Regions from separate parts of the Sus scrofa genome. Here regions 1 and 2 are each linked to region 3. Evidence: chromatin contacts called from public HiChIP or PLAC-seq data. All regions are on one chromosome and are shown on one strand. The core of a region is the stretch at or near the end of the contact, and the rest is flanking DNA. Distances in the headings are between cores, read along the strand shown. Region 1 overlaps LOC110255481 (a long non-coding RNA gene). Region 2 overlaps LOC110255481 (a long non-coding RNA gene). Region 3 overlaps LOC110255481 (a long non-coding RNA gene).

What was found. HiChIP or PLAC-seq counts read pairs in DNA pulled down with a chosen protein or histone mark.
Region 1: a contact with region 3 is called in an H3K27ac HiChIP or PLAC-seq map of alveolar macrophages. The contact joins two enhancer-like sites. A contact is called at or near these places in 1 of 47 Hi-C or Micro-C datasets (embryonic fibroblasts) and 1 of 2 datasets of contacts at active chromatin or transcription factors (alveolar macrophages).
Region 2: an H3K27ac HiChIP or PLAC-seq map of alveolar macrophages shows a contact between it and region 3. The contact joins two enhancer-like sites. A contact is called at or near these places in 1 of 47 Hi-C or Micro-C datasets (embryonic fibroblasts) and 1 of 2 datasets of contacts at active chromatin or transcription factors (alveolar macrophages).

What each region holds. Positions count from the first base shown.
Region 1 is chr9:86,705,757-86,710,273 of Sscrofa11.1, reverse strand. The region is part of intron 2 of LOC110255481 (a long non-coding RNA gene); the gene reads left to right. Among named protein-coding and RNA genes, the nearest start is that of AHR, 200 kb to the right of the region's middle. Within about 2 kb of position 2,418, at least 7 of the 83 cell types and tissues checked have an H3K27ac peak or open chromatin away from gene starts, as enhancers often do. A contact at or near this core is called in alveolar macrophages, where this site is marked.
Region 2 is chr9:86,654,494-86,659,430 of Sscrofa11.1, reverse strand. The region is part of intron 4 of LOC110255481 (a long non-coding RNA gene); the gene reads left to right. Among named protein-coding and RNA genes, the nearest start is that of AHR, 150 kb to the right of the region's middle. Within about 2 kb of position 1,545, at least 13 of the 83 cell types and tissues checked have an H3K27ac peak or open chromatin away from gene starts, as enhancers often do. A contact at or near this core is called in alveolar macrophages and embryonic fibroblasts, where this site is marked.
Region 3 is chr9:86,836,518-86,841,201 of Sscrofa11.1, reverse strand. All of the region lies in intron 1 of LOC110255481 (a long non-coding RNA gene), which reads left to right. Among named protein-coding and RNA genes, the nearest start is that of SNX13, 250 kb to the left of the region's middle. Within about 2 kb of position 2,316, at least 18 of the 83 cell types and tissues checked have an H3K27ac peak or open chromatin away from gene starts, as enhancers often do. A contact at or near this core is called in alveolar macrophages and embryonic fibroblasts, where this site is marked.

The DNA of each region.
Region 1 (4,517 bases), core at 1,169-3,668, 130 kb after region 3:
GAAGATGCTGTCCTTCAGGTATTCCTGTGTGCTGTCCATAGAGGTGCACTATCTTTATGCTTAGGGTATATTTTTGGCTGGGAGATTGATTCAGTTACCCACATCCACGGTAATGATAGCAGTCAGACTCTCCTTTCAGACCAATTTTATAATCAAAAGATTGATCTAGGGAGGGAATTTAGGAATCATTTTCAAGATCTGGAAGAGATGTTGTAAAACCCATAAAAGGAAAAAAATATCTTTTAACATTCCCTACTTAGGCCCTAGACCCAGATGCCCCTGTTAGTCAGTATTTCTGCTTGTCATTTATAAATGTTGGGCAACATTTAAAAGAAAAAAAGATTTATATTTTTAAAGCATATAATAAAATATCCAAGACAATACAATAGAACAGTGAGATAAAGTGTCATAAAATATATACTTTTTTTATTTAAAGTAGAAAAATAAAAGCCCATAATTGGTAACATATCCTAAAAAGTTAGAGATGAAACAATAAAAACTAGAAATTAAAAGATTAAAGAAAATAAAATTTAGAGTTGAAAAACAAATACTATTAGCTGGAGGACCAAACCAAATAAAGTTGTAAAATAGAATATATGAATTAATTTAGAGAATATAAAAAATGGTTAGAATCATAAGTAAAGACAGAATTCAAAGATTAACTGGGGAGTTCCCGTCGTGGCGCAGTGGTTAACGAATCTGACTAGGAACCATGAGGTTGCGGGTTCGGTCCCTGCCCTTGCTCAGTGGGTTAACGATCTGGCGTTGCTGTGAGCTGTGGTGTAGGTTGCAGACGCGGCTCGGATCCCGCGTTGCTGTGGCTCTGGCGTAGGCCGGTGGCTACATCTCCGATTCAACCCCTAGCCTGGGCACCTCCATATGCTGGGGGAGCGGCCCAAGAAATAGCAACAACAACAACAACAAAAGACAAAAGACAAAAAGACAAAAAAAAAAAAAAAAAAAAAAAAAAAAAAGATTAACTGGGACCCTTTGGTCTGTGGCTGTTGTGAACAGTTCTTTGACTTCATGGTCAGTTTTTCTTCCCAGACTAGAAGTGTATTGGTGGGGATTTTGGGGCTTTGAGGCTCCCAGTTGGATGATTTCAGGAGAGCAGAGCCTTGAGGTTTTGGCCATGAAGCTCACTCCTTGTATTTTTCCTATCATGACCCCACCCTTCACTTCCAGTCAGGCGAAGCTGACCCCGATAGCTCCCCAAACATATGACTGATGCAATCTTTATTTGAACACATACTCAAATATTTGCAGTATGCAAAAAACTGGTTTCTTTGGGCGAAGAGAGAGAACAAAATGAAACTTAAACTTAGTAAAAGCCCCTAAAATTTACACTTAGCCCTTACTCTCATTTTCAAAAGAGAAATTAATTTTATCTATTAGCTCCTCTCAATTTGTAAAGCTGGTTTAAATTACATCTGTGTCAGTTCCAATTCATGTTACAAAATTATAATGTTTACTTCATTTCACAAATAGGTAGTTCTTAAAAATTTTGATTTTCCTCTCATTATCTCCTGTATAATGGAAGTGGAACAGACTGGTTTGGGTCTCAAACAAAACAAAACAAAACAAAACAATTATGCCAAGGCTGGAAGTCGGCAGTTTCATTTCAGTTCTCTAGACAAGTAAAAACAAACTTTTCTAAAATGGAATGGATATCACTGAGATAGGAACAATGAACAAGTTTTTTTTACTTGGAGTAGCTTGGGATCATTTTATTTGATCAACATACAATGATTCTGTCATAAGCAAAATGATTTGATTTAAGCAAATGTCCTTGAATAAAATTTCACCTTGACTTGAGTCCCATTTGGCTACATCTATTGTAGTAAACCTACATGTCATGCATAAATGGTACCACATGGGTGTACTTCCTATAAATGGGCAACAGGTCGTAAACATTATACTGAAAGTGACACTTAAGAATAATTGTGGTTTAGAAAGATCTTGAAATCTGGGAATGTTTGATAAAAACTTTTTCTCCATAGAAGGCCAGCAGTGAAGCCATTTAGAGAATTATGCATTGACTGTTGTCTCCAATTCATTCATTTCTGAATTAGTGAATACTTCCCTGGAGGTAAAATTTCAGCAATATCATCTACAAAAACCTCTTAAAGAGAAGCTACCCGTTCAAGAACAAGAACAACAACCAACCTAGGATTGCATTTGAGGGACTAGCTAAAGTTAATATTTAAGTTCAACATTTCAATTGTAGGATGAGCTTATCTCAAAATAGTCCTAGCTATTTAACCTGGTTTTGAAGTCTCAGTTCTAAAGCAAGCCTAGGTATTGGTAGACCTTTTGGGAGCTGGGTAAACAACAGTGATAGTGATGCTACCATACGGACTCTGTGACTACATTGCCTGACAGAGCTCCAGGGCCACCTTAAAAGAGCCTGAAGGGAAAGGTCACTTGCACCATCAGGGTCATTAGCACACTTCCTGTGTCATAATTCACTTTGCTGAACCAGCTTAACATGGATTTCAGCTGCTTCTGAAAGGCATGCTTGAAAAACCACTCATATTCCTGAGTCCCAAGCACTTTGAGGGATGGTACTGTTAGAATTTATTTTTAATTCCCTTCCCACACAAGTTCTTGACCTTATTACCATCATGGTGGTGACTGACCAAAGAGGTCCAGTGTACCCCATTTGTAGAACATTATTGATCTCAGACAAAACATCATACCTCCTACAGGAAGCATTTAGCTGTACAGCATCCTCAAAGTTATTATTTAGAACCCTGGGCTCCTGATCATATCTTTATTTCAGAGGAAACACTTGGAAGAGTTTGCAAAACTCATACTTACACATTTTCCTATGTCCTGAAGCACAACAGACCTTTCCTCTGGAATTATAGATATCTCCTATAACTTCCCTGCTTTGTTCAATGAACCTGGATTGTGTCCAGTACTTCAAAAAGATTCACACAATCTCTAGTATCCAACATGTTGCTGGCACCCCCACATTGAGGGAGAAGCCATTGGTTCAGAAGATGAGGTATATTCATCTCTTTTTGTCTCATTTGTGTAGCCCAGCCCTACCACGATGTTAAGAATAGGTACCTGGGCCTGATTTATGTTGCCTGATCTTACTATTGTCCTGCTGAATTATTTGCTCTGCCCAAAAGGACTCTTTTATGTTGCTGCAGCCCTAAAGCCTGCCACAGAGACTAAGAGGAAACCAGAAGGTTTAGGCCAGCCCCTTGGGCTCCCAGGGCTGTAGAGACATAGCACCTGTGGGAACAAGAGGGGTGCTGAACAGAGGAGTTCATGTGAAAAGCACACTTTAACCCACTTTTTGCCAGGTAAGCATCTGTACATTTTTGCCCACCCTCCATTCAAGGATAATGTTTAGTTTCATGTTCTTTAAAAGCCTAGACATGTACCTCCACCCCCCAATTTGGCTGCTCCTAGAATAATATCCTTTGGATGGTCAATGTTTATCAACCCAACCTCCCTGTTTGAATTTTATTCTACCTCTTGGATTCCCCATTTTCAGATTCATCTGGTCCTTTCTCTGTAAGTATCCATTGCATGTTTCCTGACTTGACTTTCGGTTCCAGAATTCTGATAATCTCTTGCATTTCACATAGTCTCTTTACAAGCAATAATGGATATAGTCCTCCTCCCCATTTTTTTTTTTTTTGGTATTATCTGTATATTCCCATACCTGCTCACCACTCTCACAGACCAAATATGTCTCCTTTAACAGGCAAACATTGGACAAGGCTAAAACCAAGAGAAAATTGGTGAAAATTGTTCAGTCCAACATAAATTAGTTCAACCTTGCTCTAACTTTAACAAACCTGGTTCACAAGTGTTCAGATTAGGTTAGAGTAGTTAAAACTTATCTTTTAACAACACTCACATATCCAGTTGGACATCTGATTCCTCTCTACCTGGTTTCAGTTCTGGTCAGTAGTCTGTTTAACAGGCAAAATAATGAATTGAAAGACAAATGCTTTTTCACTTATGGCACCTTAAGATCTTGTGGCTGTGAAAGAATTATTTACTAGAAAATTTATCATATTTATGTCATGAATCTATTTTGAACCTAAAATATTAATTTCATTTTGAGAAATACCAGATGAATAATTTGATCACTCAAATAGGAAGAGGTTACCTGAAATCTTAGAAAATAAGTATAAATTAGAAAACACATATCGCTTGCAATATTATTTCTTTGAATTTCAAAATTTAAAGATAAAAATCATCTATATCTGAGACTATAAAGACAGAAAGCAGCATAACTTTAAAATCCAATATCACTGAGAGAAATGGGGAACAAAAAGAGAATATTGAAACTATGCAAACTATTTCTATTTGAAATGTAGTTCTTAACTTCTAAGCTTTGGTCAATACCTCTCAAAATATCTACTGAACACTAAAAGTGTGTATTTTTAGGTACCAAGTTGTTTCAAAGTCTAAAGAAATGAGTCTTTTTCTATTAAAAGGATAAAGAAGGATGGTGTAAAATTCATTTTCCTTCTAAGCAGTGTTCATAT
Region 2 (4,937 bases), core at 296-2,795, 180 kb after region 3:
TTAAGTATTTAATCCATTTTTATTTAATTTTTGTGGGTAGTGAAAGATAAGGATCTAATTTCATTATTTTGCTTGTGACTGCCCAATTTTCCAAGCACCATTTATTAAGGAGACTCTCTTTTCTCCAGCGAGTAATCTTGGTTCTCTTGTCAAATATTAGTTGAATATATATGCACGGATTTATTTCTGGGTTCTCTATTCTTGTTCTGTGTGTCTAATTTTGTACCAATACTATACTATTTTAATTGCTGTAGCTTTGAAGTATAGTTTGACATCCGGAAGTATGATACCCTCTTTGTTCTTCTTTCTCAAGATTGCTTTGGTGATTCAACATCTTTTGTGTTTTCAAATAAACTCTAGGATTATTTTTTAATGTCTATAAAAATGTCATTGGAATTTTCACAGGGATTGCATAGAATCTAGAGACGGTTTTGGGTTGTATGGATATTTAACAGTATTACTTCTTCATAGCACACTTTTCATAAATAATGTTGAATATATTTTTGATAAAATTATTTGTGAAATTTTATCAAAAATATATTCAGCTTGCTTTTATTTATCAATAGCATTTAATTTTTCTAGATGCCTAGAGTATTAGAATTACAATTAAGTCTAACAATCACTTCTATTATCTCCCAAAAGGGATAGATTTTAGTCTTGTCAGAGGCCTATTTATTTTCAAAGGCTTTCAGGCAAAGTATTGCATAACTTTAGCGGGTGCTGTTGATATCCCACTCTTATTCCCTCAATGCCCTTCTAGTAAGACAGTTTCTTAATGTAAATGCATGCAACTCTCTGCCTAAGAGCTTTCTCTGGCAGGAGCAGCAAGCTTGGTCCATATGTGTATAGGGAAAGCTGGAAGATCTGGGTAGTGAACCACCCTGTAAGCATCCCTTAATCAACCAGTCAGGAGTTGGTAGATAAATACTCCAGCCTCTTTATATCTTAGGTGGGACAACTTTGAAGTGTGTTCTCTGTAGGAGGATTGAGCTCCATTTTTATTGAGTACTTATCTGTTCATTAATATGTCCTCTGCTGGTTTCCTTCCTTCCCCACTCTCCTACCACGGCTTCACTCCGCAAATAAACCATTTGGACTGAAATCATTGTCTCAGGGTCTGCTTTTAGGGGGAATCCAACCTAAAAACTTCCTCAATTAGGTTTTCTAAAAATATATCCAGCCAGCTCCAAATCACACTTTAGAATGCTCCCTCACCAGTGATGTTTACAAGGGAAAGCAGGCCTGGATGCCATTTCAGAAAACTTCTTTATAGTTATACAAGCCAGAACACTATAACAGAATCACATTTTTCAGTAATATCCATTGGCTGTATAATAAAGTAGACAAAATACTCTAAAGAAAGGCTTTTCAAATTAAACAAAATAAATAAGAATTTCTATCTTGTTGTGTAATAGAAGGAATAGTTTTTATGTCTTTTGAAAGTTAGTAGCAATGCCTTTCCACTTCTGGGTTCTGATGAATCATCACTTGCTTAACAGACACAGATGAGGAAATACTGGGAGAGAAGAAGGAGATGGGGTGGTGGGGCATTTCCTGTATTTGCTAGTTTGTGATAGTATTTAGTCTAATAGTCACTGGACTTAATTTTCCCCAAGTTGGGAGTTGGTCATAGAGAGCTTAAGAAGATTTGTTTGTTAAATTGATTTCTCTGCTACCCTCCTAACTTAGATCAAAGAATTAATTCTTACATTAATGGAACTGAGGTAAAAGATGGAAATGAGCTTACATTTTAGAATTTATATAATATTAATTTTTAATAGCCACAATTATTACTCTTATATTGATCACTAATTTGTTGCTTACTTCCTAAATATAGTCATTTGTCTTAGGTCAAATTCCCCAGCACACAGACTCTGAGACAGAGAGTTGCATGAAAGGGGCTTTTTGGAATGTGCTCTGGGGGTCAGAGTGCCAGGTAGAGCAGAGAGCCAGAGAAACTGGGGTGACGTTCAGGGGCAACGAAGGCCTCAGGCAATCTCATGGGGAGTTCTGGAGCTGATTGCCCTTCAGACTATCTTGAATTGAGGCTCCAAAGAGGGCCAAGTCTTCCACTCTGTGCCAGTCAGCTGCTGGATGCAGATGCACCCTGTGAGAGAGCATTTTAGTTTTAGTGGCTCCCTCCAACTCAGGGAAATGCCCAGAGAGGACTTAGCTCTGAGCCAAACTGTAGTTGAGGGGGAAATACAAGCCTCTGGCATTAGCAGGGGTACTGAACAACATTAGCCACTCAAGCCAACAGCCAAGTGCATGTTTGCCAGAGTATGAGAACTGTTGTGAAAGAAAACAGTATTTTGTTTACTCAGACACTCTGAGTAATAGTAAATCACGTAGTTTGATTTTCAAATTTCAAATCATTAGAATGCAACAAATACACTTAAAGCCAACTATGTGAATTATCATTTAGTTTTTCTAGCTGACACAGATGGAGGAACAATGATCTAAATCTTGAAGAACTTTAAGAACAACATTTCTTAGAAAGAAGCTTAGAGATGTGTGCATTAATATCTTTCTGACTGATAGATAATAGATGACTCCTTCATCTTAAGCAATGCTTAAACATTTTATTCATAATATCACTGGCCTCTGTGTCCATTTTTGTTTCTGGTTGCTACTGTTTCTCTGGCTAATCCAAGACTGATGTTGGTGCCTCTGGGATGCAGGCATTTACATGGTGGCTGCTGAATCAGTTCTTGGGTAGGAAGGTAGGTCTACAAGGGAAACCTGCCGACTGAGTAATTTCCTGAGCTGGACTATCCATCTGCATTCTTTGCAGCCCAGTGCTCTCCCACCTTCTGTGGTACATCCTACAGGATCTTGCTGCTGGCTCCCCTTACTCCCAGAGCAGTCTTTGGTAGCATATCAGCTGAAGACCTCCCACCTAAGCATTTTCAATGATGTCCTCAGTAAACTTGTGCATTCTTGTACAACAGATGAAGGAACACAGGAACACACCACTTCTGCCCTCCCCACTCAGCTGTCTCTCTTCTGTTACATTCTAGTAGACACAGGTCACCAAGTCTGTGGCAAGGACAATTCTGGGACAAAGGGAAAATCCTACTCAGTATATATATTTCTATGTCTACATGTGAATTATTATTTATTAATTAATCCCTAGCACTTAAAACAGTATCTAAGACAGAGGAAGAATTGAATAAATATTGGTTGCAAGACCGAAGTTTTAGCTCCTCAATAGCTATTTACAAAAAAAAAAAAATGCGTTAACTCTATAAGAAGATTTTTCTCAAGTCACAGCTAAATTGCTCCCATTCCATCTCTTTCTGTTTTCATTGGGCAACAACATCTGTTCCCCAACCCCTTTATAAGGTGTATTAGACACACCAAGACTGCAATTAAGCCACGCACAGCCTTCTCCTTCTTTTGGCCAACCAACATCATTTCCGTGATCCCTTCCTTATAAGCCCGGGTTTCCAACCCTTTAATCATCTCTGCTCTCTTCTGGATCCAAATGTCCCACTTACTTTGAAACTATGGAGACTCAAATGGAAATCTATTGTAACGATGCTGTAAAAGTTTGGCAAATTTCAGGGGAAACCAACATCTGTTTGGTCCTTTTTCATTATCTTCTTGCTGCCTTTTCATTAAGGAATTCCCAGGAAAAGTTTTAAAATATATTTTTAAAATTAATTCAACAATTTCTTTTCTAGTATCTTTCTATTTGTATGCATATGATTTCTATGCAAAAATGGATTCATTTAAAAGGATTTCTAAGTTCCCAATATAAGCGTTTACAAATGTTTAAAAATATCTTGCACATATTTTTAGAATGGAATTGCAAAATACTGATCTTTTTAACACTTTAAAAATCTCTCACTTTTGCCTTTTAACTCAGCAGTGACATTGTTTTTGAATAAATTGTTTTTCAGATGGAAAATATTTTTGTTATTTTTATTTGAAACTTTCCCATGTTCGTGAGATAGACCCATTGAATAAGAATAAAAATAATAATGGGTATTACATAGCACTTACTCTGTGGCAGGCAAATGTTTTGAATATTTTAACATATTTAATCTTTACAAATACCCAATGAGCCAGCTACTGTTGTTATCCTCATTTTTCAGATGAAGCAATCGAGGGTCAGAGAGGTTAGGGACCTGTCCAGGATAGCAAAGCAAATGAGGTTCAGAGCTGTGATTTAAAGCCCAGAAGCCTAACTCTAGACCCTATGACCTTAGGATGATGAGCTGCCATATGTTTATGAATATAGTAGTGGACTGACTCTTGGCAGAAGGATTCTTTTTATGAGTGGTTTTTAATACACACAAGCAGAGTTTTTCTTTGTATTTAAACCTTATTTTTCTAATGCAGTTAATATAATTGGGCACTGACACAGATTTGACAGAAGAAATGACTCACGTAGTGTCTTCACTGATACACTCTCATTGCTCCCTGACATGAAGATTTCACTTACTTTTTGCTTGGAGAATGTGAATCTTGCAGTAGCTAAATATTGGTGAATCTAATTTCCTTTAAGTCAAATATTGAGCTCATCTTGCCACCATGAATTGCAAATGTAACCTCCAAGAGCCCTATAAATTTGCTCTGAGGAGCTGTGACATACATGTTGGGCTCCCCACAGATACTCCGAGTGCTTCTTCTCACCTTGAGTGTAATTCATTTCAGGGTCAGTTTTCCAGAACAAATGGTTCTATTGTTACCACTCAGGTCTTCCTGTGGGGCTTTCAGAAACTCGCCTGCTTTTTCAGAGAACACATGAGACCTTTCCCACAGAACAGTCTGTACTATTAGTGCTCGTGCATTGAGGCCCCGGTAACGTGTTCCAGCTCTGGCTCTATGGGTTGTTCTTTATATGTTTCATTCTACTTTGGGGAAAATAATTACCTTTTTGAAGAAAAATAATCATAGGTTATTTAATTTGGACTAATAAATTAAATGTC
Region 3 (4,684 bases), core at 1,067-3,566:
CTGGGAACCTCCCATATGCCTCGGGAGTGGCCCAAGAAGTGGCAAAAAGACAATAAAATAAAATAAAATATTTATGTAATAATTCTTAACGTATCATTCTTCCTTTCCTTACATCACAAGAATATCATGGAGGCTTTAGGAAACATGTCTACAAAAAAACTGTACATTGTAGCAAAATGAGGGCTTTAGGGTGGAAATCTCCAGGTGGAAAAAATGGGATCAGTAGACTAGCTGATATATTTGACCGTGTGGAGGATTATTTTGAGAGGCTGTTTGAAAGTGAGGGTATAGCTACAGTGACATAGAAATGAAGCTAAATAAATAATAAAAATTGGAGAAATGTTACTTTCTAGAAAAATAAAAGTGGTACATTAAGGAAGGACTCACCTTCTTTAATGTATTCACCACTTGGTTTAGCAGCAGTTTATACACTCACAGTAATTTAAAGAAAAATAACAGAGGTGGAAGGAGGTAAGGATAGTAGTTATCTTTCAAAATAAGAACTGAATATATTATACTTAAAATTGATAAATCTAATACCATCATAAGCACAGTTTTTAGAAACACAGAGATAAATACTTGAAAAACAAAAAGCAATAAAAGCACTTGGTTTGGATATTGAGATGAGTTAGAAGTGTAAGGCAAGGGGCAGCAGTTTTTTAATATGCTTTTTTAGACTCTTATAATAGGTCTTTAAAAAAAAAAAACATGTTTCACACAATATCCTATGTTTCTGGGTCAAGTTTTACAGAAAAATCCAGATTTGAAAGTATTGGAATCCAACTCAAGCCTGTGCTGGTCCTGAGAACTGAGGTTACTTTGCAAATGGACTTGTGTCCTTGCCTGCCCTTCCCCTGCCCCCACCCCACCCCTCCCTCTGCATTGGGATTTCTAGTTCTCCCTTTGGTGAATCTCTGTGTTACTGTTTGTTGAGAATGTTTATTCAAAGTTCAACAATTCCATTCAGTTTTTCTCCAATTTCTGTTTCTTATTTTATTTTTATTTTTTATTTTTTGCTTTTTAGGGCCACAGTTGTGGCATATGGAAGTTTCCAGGCTAGGGATTGAAGGGAGATACAGCTGCCAGCATACACCACAGCCACAGCAACATGGCATCCAGGCTGTGTCTGTGACCCACACCACAGCTCATGGCAATGCCAGATCCTTAACCCACTGAGCAAGGCCAGGGATCGAACCTGTATCCTCATGGATTCTAGTCAGGTTCATTAACCACTAAGCCACGAAGGGAACTCCTTTTTTTTCTTTTAATTCAAGTATAATTTTTAAAGAAAATATTTAAAAAATTACACATCGAGTGTGATCCTAATAATACAACATTTTCTTTTTCTCTCTGCCTGTCTCTAAAGCTACCAGAAGTGTCTGGATTGTGTTCAGTAAAGATAGTATAGGCTAATCTGGGAAGCAGGATATGGTTGATTTATTGCCTTCTTTCTATGTGACTTTTTATATTGCTTGACCTCATTTAAACAGAAAACTATTATTTTTGTAAAAAAACAATATGAAAACTTGAAAATAATTTCATCCAATTACCAACTCATTTTGAAACTCTTTGATAACTGAAATGGCATTTTTTTTCCCCCTCTTTACCACTCTGAGTAACTAGTTGCGAGGACTAGGTCCTTATCAAGGTAAACCTTGTGCTTCTCTCCAGGTGTATTTGTATGTACGTAAGCTTTCTGAAGTCAGATACTGTGTGTGTGTGTGTGTGTGTGTGTGTGTGTGTGTGTGTGTGTGTGTGTGTGTGTGTGTGTGTGCTGTGTTCAAAGCTATATCCCTAGTGCCCAGAGCAGTGCCAGGTGCATGGTAGGCCTTAAAAAAATTCTATGAAAGACTAATTGACAAAGAACTTGGGGCACATTTTATAAGATCTAGTATGTTAGCAAAAAGTGTTTATAAGAAGTACAAATTAGGAGTTTGGGATTAACATATATACACTACTATGTGTAAAATAGATAACTGACAAGGATCTACTGTGTAGCACAGGGAATTCTACTCAATATTCTATAATAACCTTTACAGGAAAAGACTCTGAAAAAGAATGGATATATGTATAACTGATTCACTTTGCTGTACACCTGAAATTAACGCAACATTGTGAGTCAACTCTACTCCAATTTTTAAAAAGTACACACGTTACCAGGTATTCATCATGCCCTTTTGAATATTCTCATAATGCCTATTTTTTTTTTTCCTCTAAGATCAGTTTCATAACGCAGCTATCAGTCCCAGAGAACTGGAAGTTTTGGTTGCATAACTGTCCTTAGTTGTTCCTCAATTCAGCATCACTGCTGACCAGTGTAAGATGGGTGTGACGTGCACTGCCTTTTCAAAAGAGCCGTGTTGGGAAGCACTGACTCATAGTGTAGTGAGAAATGGAAATGACGACCCAGATAAAGAATGTCTAAGCCATTGACGAACCTAACAGAGCTGTGGAGGGTGGCATGGGTGTCCTCACATGCCCACTGCCCCGATTGAGCTGCTTGAGCTGAGACATAGAGTCATGCCTAGGGCCTGGCTCTGACTTTGCAGGGTCCCTGCTGCCTGCTCCCTCCTTCCTCTTATTCCTGAGGCTCTCGGGACTCAGTCAGCTTCCCTTTTCTGTGTAAACCTACTCCTGGCTGTGGGTTAAGAAGAACCCTGCTTCCTCCCCCACCCACAGTGTTCTCCTTGTCTCTTTGCTCCTGTAGCATTTTGGATACAAGAAACGGTGCTAGTTCACAGCTTGCATTCCAGGTTTGAAACACTTGGGTTTGAACCCTTTGCCCTCTTATGGGCTTTGATAAGGCACTCAGCACCTCTAGAGCCTGTCTTTGCTCATCTGTAATAGTACCTGCCTACAGTATTATTGTGAGGGACTAAATAAAAATATTGAGGTAAAGCACTTAGCACAGTAGTCACTTTTTTCTAAGCAACTTGAGCATAAAGGTTGCTCAATAAATCTTTGATTAATGAGTAATTGCATATAAGTAGGTGTACATATTATAATATCATCTATAGCTATGTATAATATAGAATGAGGTAAAAATGGTGTTTTGAAACTCTAATTTGCTTATGACTGTGGATAACATTATTAGAATAATTATGTATAGCATTATTAAAACTCTGGGTTAATTACATTGGAGATTTTTCCTCACTATAATTGGAATTACCAAGTTTAATTATTCTTGGCTTCAAGAAACTTAAGTCTTCAGGACAGTAACAAATCACCAAGAAAGGAGACTGGGCGCTAGAAATGTAATTCTCTGGGCCAGTTTTGGATTAAGCTGAAGGGAGAGGATGGAGAAGATTTGAGACCGCTTGATCCCTTGGCGGCGGGAAGGTGCTGTGGGTCACTCCTTGCTGAAACCTCTCTTTCATGATGCCCAACTTCTCCCAGGGACAGATTTTTCACAGTAGGCAACCTGCTGGGTGAATACACTCACACACACTGAAAGTCAAGAAGGTAGGGTGGAAGAACCAACTTCTGGGGGAGGAAAAGTTGGCTACTGAAATTATGGGTTTTAACTGATGCTGTATTCAAGTGGATGTGTCCAGAAGACTTAGGAGATAAAAATGTTATGAAGGAGGAGATGTGGCTGACAACACTGAATGCTATGAGATATCACGGAGCCTGAGGACTGAGATAAGCTATCTGAAGTCTTTTAAAGCTGTTTAATTTCTTTTTGGATATCTGTTCATCTTGAGGGTGCTTGTCACACTGTTTTGTTGGCAAAGAGAATCACAAAGTCTAGTTAAGATAAAGCTGGTTTTGATTCTACAGATAAAACTGAGGATATTTTATTAGAGAGATCTGTGATACAGGTCAACCTCATTTTATGGTGCTTCGATTTATTGTGCATTACAGATATTGTAATATTTACAAATTAAATGTTTGTGGCAATTCTGTGATAAGTTCATTGATGCCATTTTCCCAAGAGCATTTTCACACTTTGTGTCTCTGTGTCACATTTGGTAATGTTTGTGATATTTCAAGCATTTTCACTATAATTTTACTTGTTATGGTGATCTGTGGTCAGTGATCTGTGATACTACGGTTGTTACTGTTTTATGGTGGCTTGGAGCATGCTCTTAAAAGATGGCAAACTTGGGAGTTCCTGTCATGACTTGGTGATTAACCATCCTGACTGGTATTCATGAGGATGTGGGTTTGATCTCTGGCCTCACTCAGTGGGTTAAGGATCTGGCATTGCTGTGAGCTGTGGTATAGTTCGCAGATGTGGCTTGGATCCTGAGTTGCTCTTGCTGTGGTGTAGGCCAGCAGCTGCAGCTCTGTTTCAATCTCTAGCCTGGGAATTTACATATGCTGTGGGTGCAGCCCTAAAAAGACAAAAAATAAAAAAATAAAGAAGATGACAAACTTAATCTATTGTTGAAATGACAACACAGAACATTTAGAATATTTTCATAAACAGCTGATAAACAACAGCAACAGTGTTTGAGAGAACTGACTCCAACTTTGAAAGAAGTTCTACTGTGAGGAAAATGCTATCAAACATTGGATGCCACAGAGAAATTGTGAAAGGAAGCATCATTTTATGAAGCAAACTTCATTGTTGTCTTATTTGAAGAAATTCCACAGCCACCCCAACCTTCAGCAACCACCAGCCTAATCAATAGTTGGCAGCCATCAACAAGGAAAGATCTTCGGCCATCAAAAAGATTAC